Regions from separate parts of the Mus musculus genome. Here regions 2, 3 and 4 are each linked to region 1. A link is a contact called in public promoter capture Hi-C data. All regions are on one chromosome and are shown on one strand. Each heading gives the region's core, a stretch centred on a gene start, on an enhancer-like site or on the middle of the called end of the contact. The rest is flanking DNA. Distances are from core to core; before and after follow the strand shown.

Region 1 (6,849 bases), core at 1,283-3,782:
TCTTTGAGGGTTTCCTGCTGGTCCCACCCCATCCTTATCCTTGAAGGTCCTCTGCCTGCCCTGCTCTGTCCTCTCACACCCCGATTGCTCCCTGCTGTCTCTCTCCTAACAGGCAAGAAGGTGAAGTGCAGGAAGGCGGATTCCAGGTCTGAGAGGTGGGGCAGCCTGGGGTCCTGGGATGGAGACCCCTAACCTAGGGCTCGGGAGCATCCCCTGAAGCCTGTTAAGCTTCCTCTTCTCTCCCTATACAGCCCAACATGCAAATCCTGTAAGTCGGAACTGCCCTCCTCAGGTGAGCATGGTTCTGGGGGACACTTAGAAGTAGCAGGATCCTTAGAGGGCTACGTGGGTGGAGGCAGTCTGGGGGTTGGATTCCAGGTCCCTCGGAGGTTGGGGTCACAGAGGGAGAGTTCCAGAAATATCTCAAGAAGGTCCTAAAGAAATGCAAGCCTCGGAAAGCTTGGTGGGGTGTGGCTGGGGAAGTCTGAGAAGTTGGAAGAGGCTAGCACCTGAGAAACCCACACAGGGAAGGGCAGAGCAGGGGAGAGAAGGGAGAGGGAGGGCAGAGCGCAGGCTGCTGAATAAAGACAATCAGAAGCATGGAATACACATTTAAAGATGGGAGTGAGGTGGGCAAGGAATGGTGGTACATACCTCTAATCCCACCACAGGAGGGTTGGAGTGAGAGGGGATGGAGAAAGGGTGAATCTCTGTGAATCCCATACCAGCCAGGATACATAGTGAGACCCTGTCCTAAAAGGGGGGCGGGGGAGGATGCTGCTGGGGAGGATGCTCGAGGCCCCAGGTCTAGTCCTCAGAAATACCTAAACTGCCTGCCCATAATCTCAGCACACTGGAGGTGGAAACAGGAGAACCAGGACTTCGAGGTCAGTCCTAGCTATAGAGAGCATCTGAGAGCAGCCTGGCCTACACACAAGACTGTGTCTCAAAAACAAGCAGAAGAAAGGGTTCTGTCTGGAAGGAAGTGCGGGGAGGAGGAAACTGGTGCAGAAGACAGAAGGGAGGGTCAGCGCATGGAGACAGGAAGACGATAAGATGGAGTGAGAAGGAGGAAAGTTTCGAGGGGCATCCATGGGAGACTTGTTTAAATTTTAGAGTTGTTTCCTTTCTAAGGACTTTTGGGGAGTAAAAACTCTCTTCCTTTTACAGTGTCTTACTGTAGTTCTGGCTGTGCAAGAACTCACTGTGTGGCCCAGGCCAAGCTTACACTCAGAGTCATCCTCCTGCCTCAGCCTCCCAAGTGCTGGGGTTACAGGTGTGAACTATTGAGGTGGCTTCCCATTAAAATCTTATGACAGCCAGGTGGGAGCTGTGCATGCCTTTAGTCCTAGTAGGAGACAGAGGCAGGCAGGTCTACAGAGAGTCCCATGACAGCCAAGGCTACACAGAGTAACCCTGTCTCAATGGGAGAAAAAAAATAAACTTATGACAACGAGTAGTGCTTAAAGAACTAAGTATAAATGGGGGAGACTTCATGAGAAAACTACATCATGTTTCATATATTCTTAATGAGATTTAAGAACATCACGGGTATCTCTCTGTGGTGCTGGAGCAGGATGGAAGGAGGTGTTTGGTCCAGCCTTAGCTGGGCAGAAGAACAAAGGTAGCCTGTCCTGGAGGACACCTGCTAGATGCCTAGGTTGTCTGGAGCATATGTAGAAAAGAAGCCTGGAGTATAGCATGAGGTGGGGGCTCTTCCAAGGAGACTTTAAGCCTCCCAAAACACTCAGGTCAGCCTTGGGTGTCCACCACAGCTGGATTCCCTTTCTCCATTGCTTGAGATGGGGCAGACAGTAGCTATGAAGATTTCCCTGCAGTGACCAGATATCAGGAGTCAGGAAGACATGAGGATCCCCCAAGAGCTAAAGGGCAGCCATCCTTGGACTCTGATTCTTTCCCTCCTTAGGTCAGTAACTTGAGTTCTCTTCTGTTCCTAGCCCCTGGAGGTGGCGGTGTGTAGGATCCTCTGCAGATTTCCACTGCTGTCCCTGGCCAGAGTGCAGGAACCAGAGGACCCAGAGAAGGCGGTGGGGACCCAGCCTGGCGCCAGGGAGTGTGCCCCCAATCAGCCGCCAGACCCACCCCAAGGCCGGAGCCAATGCACCCCGCTCTCCCTCCCCAGGCCTTGGCAACAACGATCCTATTTGTACCCTAGACCCAGAGACTCAGGCCTCCAGCTCCTGGGATCCAGGAGTCCATCCCCAGTCCCCTGGGATCCTAGTGTCCCTCCCTCCTGCATCTCCTGGTCTCCTTCTCCAGGACCTTCCCAGCTTCCCCTCAGGGTCCACATCTTGAGCTTAATAAATGTGCATTCGTTTTTTCCCCCCGTTCTGTCTGTGTATTGTCGTCTGTGGGCACCAGAGGACTGGGTGGGAGGCTGAGTTGATTGTCCTTTTCCCCCCTCCCCACTCCCCCCTCCTTCTCTTCCTCCTCCTCCTCCCTCCAGGGTCTCCTCCCTCTCATTACATCCTTCCTTCCACACCTCACCCAAGGGTCTTCCCTTCTCTGCACCTTGCCCCCATCTGCGTCCCTCAGATCCTCGAGTGGAGGCCACCGCCTTCAGTCCCCCACCATCCTCCTCCTCCCCAGCTCCCACCCCTGCCTGTGGGGCCTGGAAACGAGAGAGGAAATGACTGGGACGCTCTGGTCCCCGCCTGCCTGCGTCCGCGCCCGCCCGTGGCCACACCCTCCACCCTGAGGCAGCTCCCACGCGGTACTCTGACACTTCAGTCTGGAGATCTCCGGCTCAGATGTAAGTCCCTCTTTTGCTCTATTGCTCTGGGCCACACACGCAGGTGGGAAGCTGCTTGGGAGGAGAAGAGAAGGATCTCGATGCCTCTCTGCCTCGTATTCACTCTGTGGGCACCTTTTCTGCCTCAGTCTCCCTAGAGCGCCTCCATTGCGGGCAGACAGGTCCCTCTATGATCTGCCCATCACGGGTGCTGGGCGCGGTGGTGCCTGCAGGGCAGCCGGACACCAGCTCACTTTTTCCTTTGAGAGCAGCCCTGCGTTAGTCACCCTTCCTGTTCCCCTCCTGGCCCCGCTGCTCTGGGCTCCTGCCCTCGAGGGAGCAGACACAGCGGGCCACTGGCTTCCTCCACTCAGGAACCATGGGTCGGGAGGATCAGTTCCAGCTTTAGGAGGAGGGAGCGGCATCTTTGCCTCAGGGGTGTCAGGAAGCCAGGCTCGCCTGATGCTTCTGGCTTTCTTTGGGGATCAGCTCCTGGAAGAAGGGGATGGTGGCCTGAGACGGAAAAAAAAATCTCTCCCCAAAGGCAGATACCAGAGGGTCCTTGAGACCAGACGCCTGCTCCAAAGAGGCTGCGAGGGGGTGGGAGGGTGCGGAGGGGCTATGCCTTACCTTTGCCTCAGCTTGTCCCACAGATGTCACTGTCCAGTCGCCTGTGTCTCCTCACTATTGTCGCCCTGATTCTGCCCAGCAGAGGTAAGACACCACCACCACCACCCCTCGCCCCAATCCAGCTCCAGGAGGCAGCTAGATGGGTGATTGCAAAGCTCAAATACTGGGTACCATCTTCTCACTCTACTCCCTCGCCAACCCCCACCGAGTGAGCGAGCACCAGGAAGTGGGATTGGCGAGGCAGGCTCTGGGTAGCACCCTCTTTGGACACTTTTGAGCTCGGGTGATCCAGAGGGTCTGACTGGAGCCTGTCCTGCTGAGCATCCTCCCTTTCACCTCTGAGAAGAACTTGCTGAGTTTGACTTGGCTGGGAGATTGGTGTCAGTTTTCTACTCGGCCGCCAGGAAACCCCAGGCTCCAGGCAAAGCAGAACTGATGGGTTTTCTGAGAATACAGTTGGGCAAAGGGGTCCAAGCTGGGGCTCAGAGACCCTCACTCTGGCCTGGAAAGTACTTGTAAAAGTGCCCAGGTGGGTGGGCAGTTAGTTCTGTTCTGTGCCTCGCCATGCCCATTTTGTGGATGGAGAGAACTGTTGTTCAGTGAGCACACAAGGCGGGGTGGGGCACAAGAAGAAGAAGGAGCTGCTGATAAGCCCAATGAATCTGAGAGTCAGTAGAAGACTGGGTTGGGGTGAAATCGATAAGAAGATGTGGGACCAGGTAAAAATTGTGGGCTCTGAGCCTGCAGGGTCTGTCTGTCCTGGCATGGGTGTTCACGGGTGACTTCTGGCTGCAAAGGCTGCTAGGCATCTCGGGGGGGGGGGGGAGGAGACAGGGTCTAGCCCATGAAGCATGAGGAGCAAGCCCGTTCCCTCCTTAGCTGTCTGTCTATGGGGCAGAGAGCCCTGCTCCTTTACTAGCTCGTGCTTTTCAGATGAGGCAAATGAGTGGCTCAGGTCACGGAGCGAGGAGGAAGTGGTCGGGAGTGGAATGTGCTCCAAGGCCCTGGTTTACCCCAAACACCTGCACTCTCAATGAGGCTGTCCTGCAAGGGTGTGCAAAGGTCCTGCGGCAATAGGAAGACTTCAGTCACACTCAAGACTGTAGAGTGACCCAGTTAAAGCTGATTCCCCTGGGTCTTCAGTGGGTCTGGCGAGGTGGGACAGAAGACAGGAGAAGGGGGTGAGAGACTCCCTCCTGAACTCTCAGCCTTTATCTCCCCAGGGCAGACACCAAAAAAGCCCACATCCATTTTTACAGCGGACCAGACTTCTGCGACTACTCGTGACAATGTCCCAGGTAAGAAAAGTGATCGAGGGCTGGAGAGATGGCTCAGTGGTTAAGAGCACTGACTGCTTTTCTAGAGGTCCTGAATTCAATTCCCAGCAACCACCCAACCATCTGCAATGAGATCTGATGCCCTCTTCTGATGTGTCTGAAGATAGCTACAATGTGCTCATTCCCATGCATAAAATAAGTAAATCTTTTAAAAGAAAAGAGAGAAAAGGAAAGGAAAGTGATCAATGAAATTCTCACCGTGGACAACACCACCACCATGCTTAGACCAAAGAGGGAAATTTACATTTGTGTAACTGGGAGGAAAAAAAAATAGGGATAAAGATTCAATAATGGCTTGATCTAGGTGCTTAAAAGCTACTACGAGGAACCTAGTACCAACTCTTGCTTCCAGTTGTTCTATGTGGGGTTCAGTCATCCCAGCCAGCTAAAGCTCCATCTTGCTCTGCCATCAGTTGCCCTGTTTGATGTCAGAGGAGGAGGAGGAGTCTCCAACCAGGACCCAGCCACTGAGTGCTGGGCTGACAGGCACCCCTCCATGCCTGGCCCAGGAGTCCTGATTAGAGCAGGCAATAGTGGTTTGTGGTCAGGGAGGTTTGGGAAACTGAGTCAAACACCTTTTTTCCAGGGAAGGCGTCTGAGTCCTGCTAATGGGTGTGGAGGCAAGGGAGATCCAGGCATCCTACATGAGTGCTTATCAAGGAACCTGAATTCCTCTCATGGCCTCAACATGGACCATGTTCAACCATGAGGACCCCAGTTCAATCCCCAGAGCTGTTATATAAGGCCCGCCATAATGGCATGTGGTTGTAAACCCCAAGGTGGGGAGACAGAGGCAGGTGGATCTCCAGGGCTTGTCAGCTTAGCGTACTTGGTGAGTCCAAAGAAGATGAGAGAGCCTGTCTCAAAGAAGGGAGGGCAGGTGGCTCTTCAGGAAAGACACCGCAGAGTGAGTGCCTCTGCCCACCTTGCACACTGTATAGGCAGTTAAGAAAAACATCGAGTTGCTATGGAAACTCTCCAGTCTTCACCTAGGGAAACTCTCTGCTGCTCCCTTCTCACTTCTCTCTCTGACCCTGTTTTTACCCCAGATCCAGATCAAACCAGCCCAGGAGTCCAGACCACCCCTCTCATCTGGACCAGAGAAGGTGAGTGGAGGGGGAGGGGCAGAACCCACACTTGCATCCTTACCCCTGACAGCTGCTGGTCCTCACTCCCTCCAGCACACCCCAGCTCTAGACCCTTGCCAGCTGCACTCTATCCCTTACTTATTTTGTCCAGACATTACTATTTTGTAGCCCAGGGTAGCCTAAAACTCAGGGCAATCCTTCTGCCTCAGCCTCTGGAGTGTTGGCATTGCAGAATGTGCTGCCTGTGTCTATCTACACCCAATCCCATTGACTTAAAAACAAAAATCTCTTTTTCATTGACCCATTTTTAAAAGTTGAGCACTAGATGTTTATAAACACTTCCGGTGAGTGCTCAGCCATAGCTTCTGTTCAGGTCTGGATCTCTTTAGATTTTTTTTTTCTAAATAATAATTATACTTTTTCTTGGAGTATAATATAATTTAGAGTACTTCTTGTAATTTCTTCAGTTAATGATTAGTGATGCTGAAGGCATGGCTCAGTGGTAGAGCCCCTACCTAGAATCCTCCAGTGAGGGGCTGGGGGCGTGGCTCAGTGGTACAGCCCCTGCCTAGAATCCTCCAGTGAGGGGCTGGGGGCGTGGCTCAGTGGTACAGCCCCTGCCTAGAATCCTCCAGTGAGGGGCTGGGGGCGTGGCTCAGTGGTAGCGCCCCTGCCTAGAATCCTCCAGTGAGGGGCTGGGGTGTGGCTCAGTGGTAGAGCCCCTGCCTAGAATCCCCCAGTGAGGAGCTGGGGTGTGGCTCAGTGGTACTGGGCTTATCATGTACAAGATTCTGAGTTCAATCCCAGATAACATAAAAGTTGTTTTATGCCAGCACAAGGAGGCTCTGGCAAGAGGATTAAAAGCTTAAGATCAGCCTGAAGAGACCCAATTTTATCTCGTTTTGTTTTGTTTTTAAAACTACCAGGTGAAGACTGGTAGTGGGCGCACATTTAATTCTCCTGGACTGTTCAAAGAGAGTCCCTACTCCATCCCAGCAAGGTGTCACCTGGTATTTCAGCCTGGAATACCCCCATGTGGAGG
Region 2 (6,840 bases), core at 662-3,161, 630 kb after region 1:
GAATTTGGCGTTCTTACCTGATAAGGCGACTCAGTCTCAGCAATGTGTTGTTTCCGGGTCCCTAGAGAGGGATAGAGAGTGACATATGGTGTGAAGAAGGACTAAGCTGGGGACTGGGACAATTTTTTTTAAAGATTTATTTACCTTCTTACTCTCTTGCCTCTTGCCTACTTACTCCCAGTTCCCTTCCTCCCTCTCTCCATGTGGCCTTGGCCCACCCACATTTCTCTACTCTCTCCTTCTCTCTGCCTTTCTCTGCCTCTGCTACCCTCTTAACTCCCCTCCCCATGCCCAGAATAAACTCTATTCTATACTTTTAAAATATATATATTTATTTATTATATGTGAGTACACTGTAGCTGTCTTCAGACACCTAGAAGAGGGCACCAGATCTCATTACGGATGGTTGTGAGCCACCATGTGGTTGCTGGGATTTGAACTCAGGACCTTCAGAAGAGCAGTCAGTGCTCTTAACCGCCAAACTATCTCTCCAGCCCCAGACTGGGACTATTTTTGGTTTTAAAATCAGCCCCTCCAAGCAACTGGAAAGATGGTTCAGTGGTTAAGAGTAGGCACTGCTCTTGCATGGGACCCAAGTTCAATTCCCAGCATCCATACCAGTGGCTGGATCACTTGTAACTCCAGTTCCAGGGCATCTGGTGCCATCTTCTGGTCTTTGTGGACACTACACTCAAATGCACACACACACACACACACACACACACACACACACACACACACACACACACACAGAGAGAGAGGAAAAAAATTATAAAAAAATAAATAAGAGGGAGAAAAAAGCCAGAGTCCCCCACCCCCAGCCCTTCTGGCCTGAAGGTGTAACTCAGTTGGTAAAAGCATTTGCAGTTCAAATGGGAGGCCCCATTTGGATCCTTAGCATTAAGGGAAGAAACAAAAACAAACAATAACAACAAGCCAGCCCTCCCATCCTTTTGATATTTGTGACCTTGACGCTTCCACTGTATCCACTGCCCACCAGGTCCCAAAGTGTTCCAGACCAGCCCCCTCCAGCCCCACTCACCTTCCGCTGTCCCTTGACCTCGGGAGACCAGGCGGCCCAGAGAGTACACAGCCAGGGCAATCAGCAGAGTCAACACCAAGTCACCCAGAACAATCCCAGCCAGTACACCAGGGCTCACGGAAGAACAGTCGCATCTTGGGAAAGTGTCTCAGGAGGATGAAGAGGGGGACACAGGTTAACAATCAGGGCTTGGTGTTAGCACAAAGAGGGCTAGAAGGAGAAGGGGTGGCCTGAGGAGGTCTTTGAGAGGAAGAGAGAAAGATCGGGGGTATTATGGCTTACCACTCTGGGCCTGTACGGGACTTAATCCTAAGGAGAAAAGAACAGGTAAACTGAGAGAGGTGGAGACAGAGAATAGAAAGGTTGAGGTTATCCTCAATTACGTAGCAAATTTGAAGCTAGCCTGGGCTATATGTGATTCTATATTCAAAAGAAAGATGTAAATTGAGGCACAGACAGTGGATGTAGAAGGTGAAGAAGGTTGGAAAGAGCTGGTCTCACAGCACCCAGCGGCCGGTACTGACCAACATGTGGTAGGTATATCTGTGAGCTTCAATGTCCCCCCTACTGATACTACCAGGTTCCAAATCTCAGGGCCTCTAGCTCAGGGTGAAACCCACAGGCTCTAGAGGAACCTTCTTCTGCCCAGCCTTCCCCTTTGTCTGTGCTGTCCCTTCCTGCTCTCTGCCTAGTCCTGGCCCCAACATGAGCTGAGGACACAGGAGGCATCCACAGAAGCCCCCCGACTCACCTCCCACAGTCAGGAGGACAGGAAGGAACAGAAGGCACCAGGAGGGCTCCAGAGCCCCCATGGTGGCCAGATATGCACTGGACACCACAGTCCAGGGGCTGGTGGGACCTGGTGTGACGTCCAACCAAGTGAAGGAGGAAGTGTGAGGTGGGTGGTGGCAGCAGGAGGAGGGGACAGCAGCAGGGAGGAGGAACGTATAGACATGGCCGCAGAAAGAATGCAGCTCAGGGGGCTGTGCCACGGTCCCAATGGGCTGAACAAGAAAGAGAAGAGATACACATGTCAGGTCTTCATCTTCATCTCCAGATAGAGGGCAAATCTTGGAACAGGAGGGACTGTGGGTGCTAGTCATTGAAATCAGCTCAGCCTCTTCCTAGCTGGGCAACCTTTTCCAAGTCGCTTAGCTTCTCTGGGCCTTGATTTCTTCATCCACAAGACTGAGAATTAAATCGTACTTTCTTTGCAGGGTCGTGGGGTCTCAGCCAACCAGCATTACTAGAGCAGGATCCAACCCACATTAGCCTTGTAAGTATCAGCCGTGGTTATTATTCTATATCTACCCTCCCATCATGGTCACAGGCTGTGGAGGACAGAGCCACCAGCAGGAGCACTCACGACAGTGCTCCCATGTGTGACGTCACTGAGTCCTCATAGTATTCACCAGGGGTTGATGCCTTTCTCCCATTTTACAGAGAGGTAAAGACACTTGCCCATAGCCACACAGCAAAGAAAGACAGACAGGACCCAGGACCTAAAGATGGCCACTTCACTGTTAGAAGAAGAAAAAAAAAGATACAGAGAGAAAACAGATGTGCACACCACAGACACAGAGTTGGGGCTTTGAGGGGAGGCAGGTGGTGGCCACGTGGTGACTACTGGCTGGGCTGGGCTAGGCTACACTGGTAAGCAGGGGAGCAACCGGGAGCCAGGACAGAGGGGAGATCATGGGAGAGGAGGTTGGGACTATTTTAGTCCCCAGTGGGAGCCTGATCGAGAACTGGAGAAGGAGGAACCTGAGGTTGGAGCCCTTAGGCAAGAGCCAGATGCAGGAAACCTCCCCCCCCTGCCCACCCCCCACTGTATGTCACGCCCTGTAGCACCCTGGGTGCAAGAGAAAGGGGAAGCCAGATAGTAGTCATGGGACAGAAGCTAATGCCACTCTGGGAGGAGGGGACTCTAGAATTGGGGGTCGGGGAGGTGTCTCTGATAATCACAGCCACTACTGCCCTGAGTCTGGTTCCTAAAGAACCCAAAAGCTTCTTTCTTCCTTTTTCAAAAGATTTATTTATTTATTTTATTTAAATGAATACACTGCAGCTGTCTTCAGACACACACCAGAAGAGGGTGTCGGATCCCATTACAGATGGTTGTGAGCCACCATGTGGTTGCCGGGAATTGAACTAAGGACCTCTGGAAGAGCAGTCAGTGCTCTTAATCATCTCTCCAGCCCCAAAAGTTTCTTTCTGAAGTCTAGAGCTAGAGGGGTGGAAAGGGTCTCTCTGGGCACAGTGGGCCTCTTAATACAACCCTGAGCTAGCCTGAGCTCAGGACCTTTGTGTGGCCATGGGAAGCGGGACTGGGGGGGCTGGCCCTGCTGGGGGTCAAGGTTCCCTCTGCTAATGAGCAGAAGTAGAGCATGGGGACCGGAACCAGAGGACACAAGGCCGGTATCTCCAGAGGACTTTGTGTGGATCATTGGAACTCTGCCTGGCACATAGTAGGTACTCATGACATGCTAACTACTCTCTTGGGTGGTGTTAGCATGTCCAGAGGTGAGCTATGGTTTCTCCTTTTTAAATCTTTCTCCTGTTTCCCAGTTTTCTACTATCCTGTTTCCCACACCTGTCCTGTCTCCAGAACACATGCAATGAACAGCCAAGACACCAGGGCACCATCCAGTGCAATGAACAGCCAAGACACCAGGGCACCATCCAGTGCCATGAACAGCCAAGACACCAGGGCACCATCCAAGTCAGAGCCAACACGTTCCTGTGGGAGGGGGATTTGGTTTGGCTGGAGTGCTGCTGTCCTCTTTAGTTGCTAAGACATGGGAAGTTTTGGGGGTTCCAGTGGGCCAGGCTGTACACCCCAATTCCAGGAATCCTCTCAACTCTGTCACCCTGGTTGTAAGATTACAAGGCCCAGTCTTTTCTGTGGGTCCAGTACTTTGCTGACTGAGGGACCTTTCCAGACCCAAGGACACACTGTATCCTAACCAAAAGACCGATCCATTCATCCATCCACCCATCTATGTTGCTTTCCTTTCTTCAGATTTATTTTATTTTTATGTAATGTCTGAGTGCCTAAATCTACATGGATGCCTGGTACCCTCAGAGGCCAGAAGAGGCCATCAGCTCCCCTGGACCTGCCATGTGGGAACAGGGAAACAAATGAGGTTTAGCCACAGAGCCATCTCTATAGCCTGCCCCCCAACCCTTCTGAAACATAGTCATGCTCTGTAGCTGAGGATGGCCCACGACCCTCATGTTTTAATCCCTCATGTGCTAGTGTTAAAGGCACAGGCCACCACAACCAGCTCAGAAATGACATCTTGCAATATTTTCACAACTCATACACCGGCAGGCCCAAGCCACAGAAAGCAGACCTCTGCTGGTCTCAGGGCCAGATGGTGGTCAGGGTCTATCTTTGGGTGAAGAAAGAAGATGTGGTGAGAGGCATCTTCTGATGGGTTGTGCTCTGCAGTGGTGTCCTGCTGCAGGAAGCTAGGCTGAGGTCTATCAGATGACCAACCTCTCCAGGCAGCAGGTCAAGAGCCACGGAAGGTGACAACCCACAGTCCCAGAACCCCAGCACTCTGTTGGGTCTGCAGCTGCCACAACCTCTCAGCCCGATAGCAGCCCCCTGAGGCTTTGAAAAACAGAAAAACAGGCCCGCTGGTGTAGCTCAGTGGTAAAGCGCTCATTAACCAGGTTCAAGGCCCAAGATTCTATCTCTAGTACTGAAAAAAAGAAGTGAAGAGGAAGAGGAGGAAGAAGAGGAAGAAGGAGAAGGAAGAGGAGGAGAAAGTCGAGGAAGAGGAGGAGGAAGAGGAGAAAGTCGAGGAAGAGGAGGAGGAAGAGGAGGAAGAGGAGAAAGTTGAGGAAGAGGAGGAGGAAGAGGAGGAAGAGGAGAAAGTCGAGGAAGAGGAGGAGGAAGAGGAGGAAGAGGAGAAAGAAGAGGAAGAGGAGGAGGAAGAGGAGGAGGAGGAGGAAGAGGAGGAGGAGGAGGAGGAGGAGGAGGAGGAGGAGGAGGAGGAGGAGGAGGAGGAGGAGGAGGAGGAGGAGGAGGAGGAGGAGGAAGAGGAGGAGGAGGAGGAGGAGGAGGAGGAGGAGGAGGAGGAGGAGGAGGAGGAGGAGGAGGAGGAGGAGGAGGAGGAGGAGGAGGAGGAAGAGGAGGAGGAGGAGGAGAAACCCCGATCTTCTTTTTCATGTATCCCATGCTGGCCTTGAGCTCATTGTGTAGCCAGGATGATTTTGAACTTTCTGGCCCTTTTGTCCCCACCTCTGGAATTCTGGGGTTACCGGCATGCACCAAATGCCTATGTACTGGTTTGGTTTCCTTTTTGAGTCAGTATCTCAACCTACATAGCCCAAGATAACCTCAAACTTAAGCTGACCGTCCCATGCCTGCTTCTGATCCAGGAGTAAAGCCTGGCTTTCCTTGAGTGGCCAAGAGCTTTGGTTGTTTGTTTGTTTGGTTGGTTGGTTGGTTGGGTTTTTTTGGTTTTTCCAGACAGGGTTTCTCTCTGTAGCAGACACATCTGCAAAGGGGAGGCACTGATGGCCAGTCAGTGGGAGGTGAGGACCAAAAGCCATTAGTCACTAGAGAAATATAAATGAGAGTCCAGCAAGACACCGCCACACCTCCAGCTGTAAAGTTAACACACTCAGGGAGCAGAGGTGAGAACTGGAAGTCTCAGGCTGGCAGGAAACAGAAAGAGAGCTAACACTGCCAGAGGTTGGGTTGGGGGAAGGGTGCGAATGGCTTAGGAGGCTTTTTGCTTTTTTGTTTTTTTAAATTAAGTGTTTGTTTCCCCAGAGATTCCCCAAGAGAAATAAAATCACAAGGTCACATGAAGGAGTGTAGAGTCAAGTAGGTGCCATGGCAGGCACCTGTAGTCCGAGGAGCCCGAGGCAGGGATATTGAGAGTTTGGCCCCATAGTGTAGGTTACACAGGGAAACTTTGCCTCGACGGGAAATGGAAGCAATTCACTAAAGACACCAGGAATGAGATGTCACAGACTGGAAATGTAGTTTATTTGGTTAAACGATTGCCTAACAATTACCAAGCCTTGCTTCTGAGCCTAGCACTACTAACTGGGTGAGGTAGAGTAGACCTCAAGAATCAAAGGCAGGAGGGTCAGGAGTTCAAGGTCACCCTCAGCTACCTTCAGGCCAGCCACTAGACCCTGTCTCAAAACAAATAGATCAGTAGTCCAAAAATCCTGTCAAGGGCCTAAAGGGGTAGCTCAGATCTGGCTAAGAACATACGTTTTTGTAGGAAATCCATGTTTGCTCCTTGTACCGACATCTGACAGTTCACAACTGCCTGCAGCTCCATCTGCAGAGATCCCACGCCCTCCTCTGGCCTCTGCAATACACACAGACACATGAAGTGGAGACTTACAGGTTCTTTGGAAAGCCAGTTGTGTCAAATGATGGTTTGCTGGGGCACACGGGTGAAAGGATGTCTTGCTAAGGCAAACACATGAAAGAATGTTTTCCTGAAGCAGGTGAAAGGATGTTTGGATATAGCAAACTCGTGAAAGGACCCGGATGAAGGAGCATAAATATAACCCCACAGATGATGGGAGACAAGCATTGAGCATTGGTTTGGTTTGCTCTGCCTCACTATTCTTTACTAACAACACGTATGTATTGGTTCACCTTACATGTTGATATTGAGTTCAACTTGTGGTAACATCATCACTGAGAGAAACTCTCCCAAGAACTGCTCCTGAGGTCCCTGCAGCAGCTGGTCACTTCCACCACCTCGCTTTAGGCCAGTTGGCAAGTCTGGTGGTTTCTTCAGGATTGCACTACAGCT
Region 3 (6,402 bases), core at 708-3,207, 860 kb after region 1:
CAGGGACCAAGATCTTTGGTAACTTGCTTTCCACTGCGTAGACACCCCAGATTGTGGGAAGGTGGATTAGAACAGAGACACACAGGCTGGAGCCGGGTTGGGTTCTCAAGAGATTAGCATATTTATTGATGTTTGTCCAAGTCCTCCAAGCTTCTTGGTGTCACTTCTTGTGGGGGAAGGAGGCCCAGCCCAAGCAGTATAAGCAGTAGGCAGTGCCTAGGAAGGAGGAGTTGGATATCAAATAAGACCCTAATTCCCTCTTGACCTCTTGAAAGGCTTCTAAAGGCCCCTCCTTAGGTTCCCCCAGCTCCTAAAGGATCACAGCTCTTATTTGGCTGTTATCTTCCTCCCAAACCAGATTCCTCATGGGAAATCCCCACCTCCACCCGTTTGGGTTTGGACTAGGCCAGGAGCTTGTTCTGGACTGGTGTGGGCATTACCAATTGCTACCCCCACTTCCTCAGGGCTGTAGGTAACCCATCGCTCCCTTCCTGAGCACTAGTGGATCCTCAGACCTTCTGAAGCACCAACCGACCCAGACCCTGGCTATTATTATTATTATTTGTTTGTTTTGTTTTGTTTTCGAGAAAGGGTTTCTCTATGTAGCCCTGGCTATCTTGGAACTCACTCTGCAGACCAGGCTAGCCTCAGACTCAGAAATCCGCCTGCCTCTGCCTCCCAAGTGCTGGGATTAAAGGCATGCGCCACCACTGCCCGAGGACCCTGGCTATTCTTATGACCAGAGCAAGCCAGTGGTCCTGCACTTACCCCCCAGAGTCAGCGTCATGGTCAGTCTGTACAGGACGTTGTCCATTCCCCCGCCTTTCAAGTGTACTGGGAGGTCATTGTCGGCCTGAGTTGGAGGGGTGAGAACAGGGTTGCTGGCTCCTGCACAGACCTCCACCTGCCCAGCGACCCCCACCCCTCATTAGGTCCAGAGACTCTGTCCCGCCTACCTGGAAGAGCTTCTGCTTCTCTGCCACACGGTTTTCTAAGTGGCTTCTGGTAGATGAGCTAAAAGACCGGACCAGAGCCTGGGAGACCTGGAGGGATAGGAGATGGGTCTGTAGGGAGCACCTGGAGATCTGCCCTCATGTGGATCCCGCAGGAAGGGAGCGCTTTGCGATGTGGGGACTACATTTCTGATGAAGAACTAGGTAAGATATCTTAAGGCAAGATAGTTACTAGTGAGAGCGGGGGTGGGGTGGGGGTTGGGGGTGGGGACATCTGTCAAGACATTGGTGGAAGCCTATTATCCCAGCATTCAAGAGGAAAGCAGGAGTTGGGGCCAGCCTGGGCTACTTAGTAAGCATTTAGAAAATGAGAGGAGGTGTCACATAAGTTGTTACAATTGGGAGGTGGAGGTCGGAGGTCAAGGACATTCAGCTGCATAGCAAGTTAGAGACCAGCCTGGGCTATGGGAGACCCTGTGTCAAAACAAACATACAAACAAACAAACAAACAAACAAAGGAGTGGGGATGGGGAATCGGTGTCTAGAAGCTACAGCTTGGAACTCTCTGCAGGCTGTGAGAGACTCCAGTGCTGAGAATGTGAAATGGGCGCTATGGGGTTTGAAGGAGAGGGCTAGATTAATACCAGAAAATCAGGTTCCAGGGATGGCAAGACTGGCTTGGAAGTTCCATGAGAGTTGGTTTTAGGGCCCCCTGGGATGTTAAGGGGGACTCGGGTAAACGGAGGCTTAAACCCAGGGTTCTGGACCATGTTAAGGATAGTGCTGTCTGGAAGCTCAGGCTGCCAGGGAGGAAGTCCCAGTCTGAAGGGTGCACCTGTTCTAAGACTCCGGATCCTGGCATGTTTAGGTTAGGCATCTGGGTTGTGGGGTTCCCCTCCACCCCGACACAGCCCGTGCTGGGGCCTCACCCGTAGGGCCCTCATTTTGCGTCCTCAGCAGCTCCGAGTCACCTCCCCTCTTCGCCCAAGGACGTGCAGCACTTTACCCTAAGGGAATCCCAAGCCACGCCCACTGACTCCCAGACTGGTGGGGCGTGACCAAATTAGATTTGTCCAATAGGGTCAGAGAGAAAGTGTTCCAACTTGTCAGTCATCGTTTCCGCATTTGGGTTGACCCCAATGACAGTGGCTCAGGGACTTGCCACTCCCTGGCTGTTATCTAGGGTTACCCTGCTGATAATCTGGGAGCCAGTGAGGGCAGAGATAAATGTCTGTCTTCTGAATGAGTGATCACTGCACCTTGGAGCCTTAGTTTCCATATTTGTTTCCTCAGGGCCAAGTCAGGATCTTCCCCAGTGTTCTTGAGGAAACAAGGAGTCACCCCGATACAGATAAAGATATTTACCAGGCCAGAACTGATTTAAGAAATTAAAGAGATAGAGAGAGAGAGAGGGAGGGGGGGAGGGAGGGAGAGAGAGAGAGAGACAGAGAGAGAGACAGAGAGAGAGAGAGAGAGAGAGAGAAAAAGAGAGAGAGAAGGAGGGGGGAGGGGCGGGGGGGGGCTGTGCGGGCGTGATGGCACACGCCTTTAATCCCAGCACTCGGGAGGCAGAGGCAGAGACAGGTGGATTTCTGAGTTCGAGGCCAGCCTGGTCTACAGAGTGAGTTCCAGGACAGCCAGAGCTACACAGAGAAAGAAACCCTGTCTCGAAAAACTAAAAAAAAAAAAAAAAAAAAAAAGAAAAGAAAAAAGAAAAAGAAAAAAGAAAAGCGGGCCGTGGTGACCCAGACCTTTAATTCCTGCACTTCTGAGGCTCACTGTTCTACAATGGTCTACACGGTGAGTTCCAGCCTTGCTACAGGCACTACGTAAAGAGACCCTGTCTCAAAAAAAAAAAAAAAAAAAAAAAAAAAAACAGTTTAAGGACTGACAATGGAGGGCAGGAGAGGTGGCTTGCCGATTAAGAGCACTGACTGCTAGTCCAGAGTACCCTGGTTCAGTTCCTAGCACCTACATGGCTGTTTACCTATGTCTGTAACTGCAGGTCCAGGGGATCCAACATCCTCACAGACACATACATTCGGGCAAAACACCAATGCACATAACAAAATAAAAAAGAATAGACAGTGAACAGATGGAGGAGAGGAGGGTAGGGAGGTAGGGGTCGTGAAGGGGATGGGAGAGATGGAAAGAGCAGAGGGAGAAAGAGTTGTTCCCTTAGAGAAAAATATGGGGCATTTGTATTGTTTTTTTAGCTGAAATTAAGCTTCCTAGATCTTTTCTTTTTTTTTTTTTTTTTTTGGTTTGGTTTAGGTTTTGAGACAGGGTTTCTCTGTATAGCCCTGGCTGTCCTGGAACTCACTCCGTAGACCAAGATGGCCTTGAACTCAGAAATCTGCCTGCCTGTCTCTGCCTCCCAAGTGCTGGGATTAAAGGCGTGCACTGCCACTGCCCAGCCCTAGATCTTTTCTTTGGGATCCAACCTAAACAGAGGTGACATGGCAGCCCATTCTCTCTCTCTCTCTCTCTCTCTCTCTCTCTCTGAGACTGGCCATCTGGGTGGGACTTAGGAGTTAGGCTTAATTGTAGATGGACCCTGATAAATCACCAGGTCTGACTGCTAGTGAGTGGGTCATTTTGCTTTTAATTTCTAGCCTTTATGTCTGTATAATTAGAGGTTTACTGAGGCAATAAAGTGAGCTTACTGCAGAATTCAGTTAGCATAGTTAAGAAAAAGACAGGCTAGAGTTCAAGGCCAGCCTGGTCTTCAGAGTGAGTTCCAGGACAGCCAGGGCTACACAGAGAAACCCTGTCTTGAAAACACCAAAGAAAGAAAGTCTCACACGCGCTATTGTCTCACCAGCAAGAACACACGCGTGAGAAACCGGATCCTTCTGCAGCAACTTTATTACACCAGTTTCAACATGAAGAGGAAGACCCCAAGCACCAAAAAGGCGCTGCTTATATACACCTTAGTGTGGCGTGTCCACACCTGATTGGCTGCTCTCCCAGAGCCTCATCATCATGCCCCGGGATGGGCCAAGACTTGGCACGAAAACATTCTCGCACATGCGCACATTGCTTGTTTACCAATTAAGCCACACAGGCACAGCGAAACCGCTTCCCACAAGAAAGAAAAAAACAAAAAAGGCTAGCAAATCAGCTCTATGGTTCAGCATGCTTGCTGTTTGATCCTATAAGGTTGTCCTGGGTCTAGAGACCCTCACTCAATAAATAGGAACCAAGAAAGACCCTGTCGTCAGCTTTTGGCCTACAGTACATGGAGCCCTGTGCATGTTTACATGTAAGCCCCCGCCCCAAGCCAGGCATAGCAGCCCATACCCCAGGGTTTAGGAGGTAGAGACAAGAAGAATTAGGAGGACAAGGCTAACCTTGGTTACCTGTGGAGTTCAAGGCCATTATGTGAATCCCTTCATTTAAAAACAAGCAAGCCTCTGGCATGGTGGTGTGTGTCCCTGATCCCAGGACTCAGGAGGCAGACAGATCTCTGTGAGTCTAAGAAGTCTACCTAGTCTATAGAGTAAGATCCAGGACAGCCAGGGCTACATATTGATGCCCTGTCTCAAGCAAAACAAAACAGCAAGCAAGCAAAGGAACAGAAAATTGCTTGTGGTGGAAGGCAGGTATCAGAACTGGCTGCATGCAGTGGCCTAGATTGCAAAACCTGTTTGGTAGCATTGTGCTGCCATCTTGTGGCAAAAACACTCAACTGCTCCTCCAACCTGACTCCTTCCACGAATCTGATAATTCTGGATTTACATTTTCAACCCTACTCTGCGATGCCCCCTCCCACTTTGTCCCCCAGACAGGGTCTTGCCACATAATTCAGGCCTGCCTGGAACTCGGGATTCTCACGTCTCACCCTGCTGACTATTGTAGTCTCAACCAAGTATCACAAACCAGGCTTACAATTGTCATTTTAAAATGTTTCCAATGTAGGAAAGCAGATGCCCCCAAAGTGCTTTAAGGTATGCCATAAGTTCACACCTATAAACCTTGTGGGAGGCTTAGGCAGGGTGGTTTTGAGTTCCAGGATAGCCAAGGCTGTATAGAGGGACTCTGCCACAAAACGAAACCCACTAGTACTTCTGTTTGAATGAAGGTAGCCGCTGTGTAACAGAAAATACATCTTTGTCTTTGCCTCCAGCTCCTAGTACCCAGCTCCTGAGATTCTTTGAACCATTAGAAGGATTGACGATGTTACTTATGCATTGATATCTGGTGGCCCGCAAATAGGTTGAGTATGAGCCTGGGCACCAGAAAGACCAAGGCACAGAGAAAGGGCATCCAGCTCTCAGTATCCTGGGCTTCTAGGGAGGGGGTGTTTGGGAGATGTTGGAATCACTTATTGTCCATAATTAAATACCTTAATATGTAATTAAATAGCCCTTTGGCAGGCTCCAGGACTGTGACTGTATTAAAGGATTAGGTAGATGGCTAGTGCCTGGGCATTGGTGGTACACTTCAATCCCAGCACTCAGGAGGCAGAGGCAGGCAGATCTCTGAGTTGAAGGCTAGCCCAGTCTACAGAACAAGTGGTAGACAGCCAGGGGTACACAGAAAGACCCTGTCTTGAAAAAACAAAAAGGAAACTGGCTGGCGCTGAGAGGAAAGCGGTTCCAGTCTGTGTACCCCGCCCCTCCTATGCATCTCCTCTCTCTGAGTCCCTGAGTTTTAGGTTTTATAAATAAATATTTAAAACTGTGGCAAATATCTGTGATCTCAACACTTGGGAGGTAGAGTCAGGAGGACTAGTTCTACTTTATCCTTAGCTGTAGAGGAACTCTGAGGCTAGCCTGGGCTACATGAGAACCTGACTTGTTCCATTTCCCAACTCCCAAAGTAAGCAGAAAGTACTGTCCATGTTCATTTTGGAGTTCAAGGTTTTTTTTTTTTTTGGTTTTTGTTTTTGTTTGTTTTAAAGCTGTATATAATTTATGTGCACCAGGTACATGCTGGTGACTGGAGAGGCCAGAAGTGGATCCTGGATCCCCTGAAACTGGAGTTATGAGTTATGGGTGGTCGTGAACCACAATGCTGGGAACCAAACTCCGGTCTTCTGCAGAAGCAACAAGGGCTCTTAATGGCTGGCCATCCCTCCAATGCCCCTCCCTTTTTGAGGCAGGGTCTCACTCTGCAGCCTTGGCTTGTCTGGATCACTTGCTTCTGCCTCCAGAGTGCTAGGCCCAGAGGACATGAGCCACCACATCCAACTAAGTCTCTCAATCTTAATTACGGATTGCAGGGAATGCCACGGTGGCAGATGCACGGCAAAGTACACCATGGAGGTCTTCTACATGTTAGGACAGTCTCTTCTAAAAACCAAACCAAGCCAAACCAAACCAAACCAAACCAAACCAAACCAAACCAAACCAAACCAAACCAAGCCAAGCCAAACCAAACCAAACCAAACCAAAATAAAAACAACTCCTTCCCTCAAACTAAACGAAACAAAATGCAAAACCTA
Region 4 (6,565 bases), core at 131-2,630, 530 kb after region 1:
GCTACTAAGCAAGTTCCGACAGTGGCCAGATACATAACAGAAATCAGAGAAACTTGTGAAATTGTTGAATGTTTGTCTCAATGGGATTTTCCCAACCAACACCCAACAAAATCCAACACCATTCCCTCATCTTCTCAGGCTTTTTTTTTTGAGACAGGGTTTCTCTGTGTAGTCCTGGCTGTCCTGGAACTCATTCTGTAGACCTGGCTGGCCTCAAACTCGGAAATCCACCTGCCTCTGCCACCCAAGTGCTGGGATTAAAGGTGTGAGCCACTACTGCCCAGCCTTCTCAGATTCTTATTGTCTGGGTTCAATACCTTTTTACTCTCCTCTCCCCACATCTGGCTAGTCACACACATGCCCAGCTTGGACTTTAGGGCCTTGGCCCAGGCCATCCCAGCTTCCAAGGATCCCTTCCCCCAGTTTTCTGCAGAATGGTTTACACTGTGAGACTCCTATCACACGCAGCACAACCCCTCCCCACCAACTACATTTTGTTCCCAACGATCGCGAGGCCAGCTTCACCCTGATAGCCCATCTCTGACCGTAGATCTTGGCAAGCAACAGCATAAGGACCCTGGCACCCAGTTCTGGACCGGCTCAATTGAAGTTGTCCCTCCGTGGTTGGTTCTTTCCCCACACCACACCGGCAGTGGAAGCTCACCTCTGCGCAGAAGCCTGGCTAGGCCCCAGCATGGGCCTCTGGCCATAGCTAGGCGATGCAGACGCCCCACCTGGGCGTTTGGATCCCTCACGGAGCCCAGCTCCACAGGGAAGCGGGGAGCCTGTGAATGCATCTGCAGCCCGCTTAGAGCCTGTCAGCTCCTGGAATGGGGTACACTCCTGAGGGGAGGGCGGGGATAAAGGACAATAGGGCTAGCTAAGGAGCAGTCTACTTGAGAAGGGAATTTGGGAGATTTCTGATGGGAAATCTACCGTCTGGTAGGCCGGGCCAGGGAGCTGCACACCATTAGACCAGGAGCCCGAGGGATCAGAAGTGATAAGTGGGAGGTTTAGGGCAAGGGCGGGCATTTCAAGGAAAATTTAAGGGCTTTGGGCAGAATCTGAGCCCGGGTAAGGCTCTGAAGTATCAAAAGGCTAGGAGGCCCGGAAGGCTGGTGGGGTCTGCGGGCTGGGAACATCTTAGGTGTTTCCAACACAGACGTGGGGTCTGAGTGAAAGAGGGCAGGGCTGGGGCTGGAGGTGGAGTATGGAGATGAGGTGGGTGTGGTGAAGAGCCGTGGGTCCTGAAAGCTCCAAATAGTTCTGGGCCTGGACTCTGGCCCAGCCAGGTACCTACCGTTGGGCGCTAGTGTGACTGTCACGTAACCGTGATCCAGCCACGGCTGTCTGTGCTGGAATTCTAGATGCAGATATGCCGGCGGCTTCCTGCTACCTCGCACTTGCGCAGTAGCCTGCCCTAAGAAGCATTCCCCCAACCCGACCCCACCATCTCATAGCGAAGGTTCAGAGATGTTGACCCAAGGGTTTCAGTTGACTCTCCTTCCTCCTTGTGTGCTCCAGAACTTCAGGCCAGCCAGAATCTCTTAGTTTTTATTTATTATTTATATTAATTATGTGTATGAATATTTTGCTTGTATGTATGTAAGCGCAGCACACGGGCTCCTAAAGTCCACGATAGACAAAAGAGAGGAACTGGAGTTAAAGGGGCGTGTGATCTACCCTGTGGGTGCTAAGAATCAAGACACTGGGGTGGGTGGGCAGCCCGTGCTCCTAACCGTTCAGCCATCTCTCCCAACTCCCAGCCATGCCATCCTGGACCCTCTTAACCGCGGTTCCGCATCTCTAACTGTCGTCCCGTGTTCACCATGACTACTTCCAGGCTCTTCCCTGAGCCCCATACCTGAAGGCCCTTCAGAACGTCTCCCTTTAGACATCACCTGGACTGTCGAGGCTGGCTCCATTCAGTTTTAGATGGTTGTCTCGCCTTGTTACTTAACAATATGCATCAAGAAGTTTCCCCTAACTTGTTCATAGTATTTGCCACTGTTTGAAACTGAAACAAGCTATGCTGGTATGGCTGCCTTTAATTTGGCTCACCGTCCACATGATAGAGAACCTGTTGCCATGTCCCCTCTGCCTGTAACTCCCATGATTCCTTGTTGCCTCTGGAGCACAGAGCAAGTCTAAAGGCCCTGTACTTCCCTTTATCCGTAGCTCCTCACTCCTTAATCTGAACCATTTCTCTATGGGATTTTTTTAGGTTGTTTGGTGGTGGTTTTTTTTTTTTTAATTTATTTAATATATGAATTCTCTGATGAATCATCTGCAGGCTAGAAGAGGGCACCAGGTCCCGTTACAGATGGTGGTGAGCCACCATGTGGTTGCTGGGAATTGAACTCAGGACCTCTGGAAGAGCAGCCAGTGCTTTTAACCACTAAGCCATCTCTCCAGCCCCTGGTTTGTTTGTTTGTTTTTTTGTTGTTGTTTTTTGAGGCAGGTTTTCTCTATGTAACCCTGGCTGTCCTGGAACTTGCCCTGTAGACGAGGCTGGTCTTGAACTCAGAAATCCGCCTGCTTTCCCATCCCAAGTGCTGTGATGAAGGCATGTGCCACCACCATGGAACTCCTTTCCATCTTTGTGGCTTTTATTATCATTTGCAGTGCTGGAGAGAGACTTTTTGTGCATGTTAAGCACATACTCTACCATCGAGCTGTGCCCCAGCTTCTCACGGGATGACTCTAGGCAAGTGTTCTGCCAGTGATCTATGTCCTCAGCTCTTGGGTTTTGTTGCTGTTGTTTGAGATAGAGTCTCACTATGTAGTCCAGGCTAGCCTAGAACCTGGAATCCTCTTGCCTGTGCTTCCGAGTGCCACATCTGTTTGAGACAGCATCTCTCACTGGAAACCTGTGGCTCACCAACTGGGCAAGGCTGGCCAACCAGTATCTGTGTCTCAGCCTGTATCCCCATGCTTGGAGTTTTATGTGGGTGCTGGAGAGTAAATCCAGGTCCTCAAGTTTGTGCACCAGGCATGTCACTGACCAAAACATCTCCTCAGCCTGCTCATCGGTGCTTATTAACTGAAGGAATGACCCACCCCTTCTGAGCAGTCATTTGTCGTAGGCCATCAGTGTCTGCTATTCACCTGTGTTGTTTATTACAAATCCTCTGAGAGGGAAAGAATTCTTGACTAGATCCCTGGCTAAGCACATTGAAGGATTAATTACCCTTCGGTTACCAAGTCACTACCACCCTAGGCTAGCACTTCTCCTCCCCTCCCCTCTCCCACTCCTCCTCTTCCTTCTTCTCACTCTGTAGTCCAGGCTGGCTTGGAACACATGGCCCTCCTGTCTCAGCCTCCCAAGTGCTAGGATAACAGGAGTGTGCCACCACACAGGACTAAAGATCTCTTGAGTCTCAGGCATGCCCCACCTGTCCGAGCAGACACCAGGGTCAGCCCTTTCCCCAAGGAGGCAGCTTCTGAGAAGTACAGACAGGGCCAGGACTCGGGACCTTTATTGAGCACATGGCCCCTGATGGTGCTGATGGAGACATCTTAGGCCGTCCTTCCCAGCAGTCTCCGCCACAGTTCCTGGCTGAGTAGTGCCTGCTCCCTGCGGGCACCCTGCAGCACACTCCTGTTCTCCTGGGCTCTTCGGATCAGGTAGGGAATCACCTCCTCCAGGCAGCCATAGGGAATAGACTTGTACACCATATATCCAGCCTGCCCTGTTGGGATAGCATTGGCAGAGTGTGGGGCTCAGAGAGAGGCGTTCCTGGGTATCAGCAGCAATAGCGACTTCCCTTGCTTAGTGTGCATGGCACACGAAGTGCGTTAGACACAATCCATCACTAAAACACTCCCCAGCACACACCTAAAAGTGATAATTGTCTTTTTCTCCTTCTATCCCTCCCCCTCCCATCCTTCCGTCCTTCCTTCCTTCCATCCTTCCTTTCTTCCTGCTTGTTATGAGATTGGCTTTTATTAAGTAGTCCAGGTTAGACTCCAATCTAAATCCTTCTGCCTCAGCCTCTTGAGTGCTAGGATTAAAGGTTTGCACCACCACACCTCAGTTGGGGGCTGGTGAGATGGCTCAGTGGTTAAGAGCGCCGACTGCTCTTCCAAAGGTCCTGAGTTCAAATCCCAGCAACCGCATGGTGGCTCACAACCATTCGTAACGAAATCTGATGCCATCTTCTGGAGTATCTGAAGACAGCTACAGTGTACTTACATATAATAAGTAAATAAAATTAAAAAAAAAAAAACCAAACAACCTCAGTTGATTAAGATACTACACAGAGAGCAAGAAGTTCAAGAAACCTTGGTTGTGTTGTGGGACATGCCTTTAATCCCAGCCCCCAGGAGTAACACAGAAGTGTTTCTGTGAGTTTGAGACCAACTCAGTCAATGTGGATATTCAGGCCAGGCAGGGTTACATTACAGATCCCTGTCTCAAAAATAAAACAAAAACAAAGGGCTGGAGAGGTGGCTCAGTGGTTAAGAGCACTGACTGCTCTTCCAGAGGTCCTGAGTTCATTTCCCAGCAACCATGTGGTGGTTCACAACCATCTGTAATGGGATTCAATGCACTCTTCAGCTATCTGAAGATAGCTACAGTGAACATAGAATTTAGAAAAAGCAAACAAATAACAAAAACACCTACACATGTAGATTGAGAGCAAAATGGTCTTTGAAAACACATCTCTGTGTTGTGGTGTGTGTGTGTATGTGTGTGCGTAGGTCAAAGGACAGGTTTGGGGTTTGATCCTCTCCTTTTTACCTTGTGTGAGAAGGGACTCTTTGCTCTGAATAAATCTAGACTAGTTGGGTTACAAGCTTCTGGAGGGTCTCCTGTCTCTGCCGCCCATCCCCATAGTTGTTCTAGGTTGACTGACATTTGTACTACTGTCTGGCTTTTGCATGGGTTCAGGAGATCTGAACTAAGGTCTTCAGGGCCACACAGTAGGCACTTTACCCATTGAGCCATCTTCCCAGTAATAAAGAACTTTGGCCATCCTTAATACCCCACAGATGGAGAGAAATTGGGCATGAGACACTAGGGACTGCAGTCAGACCCTAAATAACGCAGGCAGTATGGCACCATAAACAAGAACCAGCACAGATCAGGAGAGAAGACGCAGGGCACAGCCCAGCAAGGGCCTCAAATATTGGAACAGTCTGGGAGATCATTCTGGAAGGAAGTGGAGCCCGTTGCAGGTTCCATGTGAGAGTGGGAAGAGGAGGGATCTGCTGAGAGGGAATAGGGGTGAAAGGTGGCGGTGGATGGAAATGGAGGGATGGGCCATTCACATACCTAATGCCAGGGAGACATGGTCACACATGCCCAGAAGTTGTCCAAAACAGACAGGCCCATCCAGAGGAATGCCCAGCTCCCACATGCTGCAGAAAGGGTCACATTGTCACTCCAGATAGTGGCTAGATCTAGAGAGCAAGCCAGCCATTACCCACCCAAGAACTCAAGTATGGAAGAACCGTTGGGCAGATGGAGCCACAGTTCCACACCCACAGATTTCAGCCAGGGATCGGACACAAGGTGCATCAGGTGGAACGCCTGCATAGGTTTCCCCTTAGATTGTCCTTAACTGCGTAGCTGTTTATGTAGCATTTATATTCGTTATTCTAGGTATTATTAATGAGCCTGATGACTTTAAGCATACAGGAAGATGCTCGTGGGTCATAAGCAAATATTCAAACATGACATCATCTGATATGAGGGCCTTGAGCAGCTGGAGATTTTGGTTTCCATGGAGATTGGTCCTAGAACACAATTTCTACAGATTCTGAGAAATGACTCTATCCCCAGTCTCAATGGTAAATAACCACCGCAGGGCTGGAGAGATGGCTCAGTGGTTAAAAGCACTGACTGCTCTTCCAGAGGACATGGGTTTGACCCCCGGCACCCACACTGCAGCTCACAGCTGTCTCTAAGTCCGGTTCCACGGGATCTGATGCCCTCTTCTGGCCTCTGTAAGTCCCGGGCATGCACATGGTGGACACATATGCATGCAGGCAAAATACCCAAACATAACCTTTTAAAAATAAAAATTAAATAAAATCTAATAAAGAGCTCTTCCTTTGCAGAGAATCCCAGTTCAGTTCCGAGTGCCTAAGGCAGGCAGCTCACAACTGCCTGCAGCCTTGGTTCCAGAGGACCTGACACCCTCTTCTGACTGCCCCTGCATCTTGCATTCATGGGTGCACACATACACATACATATAATAAAAATCAAATCAAATCAATCGATCATTAATCAATCAATCACAACTCCCAGGAGCTCTCTTGTGAGTCTTAGCTGCATTATGGAATCCTCAGTACTCCCTGTGTCACAGTAAATACAGGACAATGCCCTGTCACACCTGAGCCTACAGGATATATGTAGGCATAGAGTCCATTTTTTTTTTTAAAGATTACTATGTAACCCATGTTGGCATCAGTGTCTTGATCCTCCTGCCTCAGCCTTAAGGACTAAGAGGTGTGTGTCACGATAGCAGGTTGGGATGAAATATCTGTAGTATCCTCCTCCCTGGGCTCCTTCTTGCTGGATTTATTCTTGTCCCCCCACTCACCACCCGTCCCTCAC

The links. Promoter capture Hi-C pulls out the DNA fragments that hold promoters and counts their contacts. Capture Hi-C pulls out chosen DNA fragments and counts their contacts.
Region 2: a contact with region 1 is called in a promoter capture Hi-C map of liver. The contact joins the promoter of Tyrobp here to the promoter of Fxyd5 in region 1. A contact is called at or near these places in 5 of 39 promoter capture datasets (cranial neural crest, embryonic stem cells, hematopoietic stem and progenitor cells and 2 more), 1 of 115 datasets of contacts at active chromatin or transcription factors (bone marrow-derived macrophages) and 1 of 9 other capture datasets (liver).
Region 3: a contact with region 1 is called in a promoter capture Hi-C map of embryonic stem cells. The contact joins the promoter of Cox7a1 here to the promoter of Fxyd5 in region 1. A contact is called at or near these places in 1 of 39 promoter capture datasets (embryonic stem cells) and 1 of 115 datasets of contacts at active chromatin or transcription factors (bone marrow-derived macrophages).
Region 4: a promoter capture Hi-C map of pre-B cells shows a contact between it and region 1, with 2.8 times the contacts expected there. The contact joins the promoter of Arhgap33os here to the promoter of Fxyd5 in region 1. A contact is called at or near these places in 3 of 39 promoter capture datasets (cranial neural crest, liver and pre-B cells) and 1 of 9 other capture datasets (adipose tissue).

The regions. Positions count from the first base shown.
Region 1 is chr7:31,038,014-31,044,862 of GRCm38.p6, reverse strand. It overlaps Fxyd5 (FXYD domain-containing ion transport regulator 5), which reads left to right and starts at 2,532. Exons shown (of 9, transcript NM_008761.4): 1 at 2,532-2,773; 2 at 3,406-3,466; 3 at 4,606-4,680; 4 at 5,769-5,825. The coding sequence starts at 3,406. It overlaps Fxyd7 (FXYD domain-containing ion transport regulator 7), which reads left to right. Exons shown (of 6, transcript NM_022007.1): 4 at 113-155; 5 at 252-292; 6 at 1,959-2,348. The coding sequence ends at 1,981. All of the region lies in intron 2 of Gm38984 (a long non-coding RNA gene), which reads right to left. Mir7050 (microRNA 7050) reads left to right here and starts at 4,546; the gene lies at 4,546-4,605.
Region 2 is chr7:30,408,853-30,415,692 of GRCm38.p6, reverse strand. Tyrobp (TYRO protein tyrosine kinase binding protein) reads right to left here and starts at 1,911. Exons shown (of 5, transcript NM_011662.3): 1 at 1,794-1,911; 2 at 1,325-1,351; 3 at 1,043-1,189; 4 at 18-61. The coding sequence starts at 1,854. It overlaps Gm32029 (a long non-coding RNA gene), which reads left to right and starts at 1,974. Exons shown (of 3, transcript XR_391237.3): 1 at 1,974-2,079; 2 at 2,260-2,318; 3 at 3,611-4,777.
Region 3 is chr7:30,179,726-30,186,127 of GRCm38.p6, reverse strand. Cox7a1 (cytochrome c oxidase subunit 7A1) reads right to left here and starts at 1,957. Exons shown (of 4, transcript NM_009944.3): 1 at 1,883-1,957; 2 at 957-1,043; 3 at 769-853; 4 at 98-216. The coding sequence starts at 1,897. The coding sequence ends at 161. It overlaps Gm5113 (predicted gene 5113), which reads right to left. Exons shown (of 3, transcript NR_157376.1): 3 at 3,804-6,402.
Region 4 is chr7:30,509,937-30,516,501 of GRCm38.p6, reverse strand. Arhgap33os (Rho GTPase activating protein 33, opposite strand) reads right to left here and starts at 1,380. Exons shown (of 12, transcript NR_036630.1): 1 at 1,301-1,380. Prodh2 (proline dehydrogenase (oxidase) 2) reads right to left here. Exons shown (of 10, transcript NM_019546.5): 9 at 5,279-5,364; 10 at 3,100-3,692. The coding sequence ends at 3,520.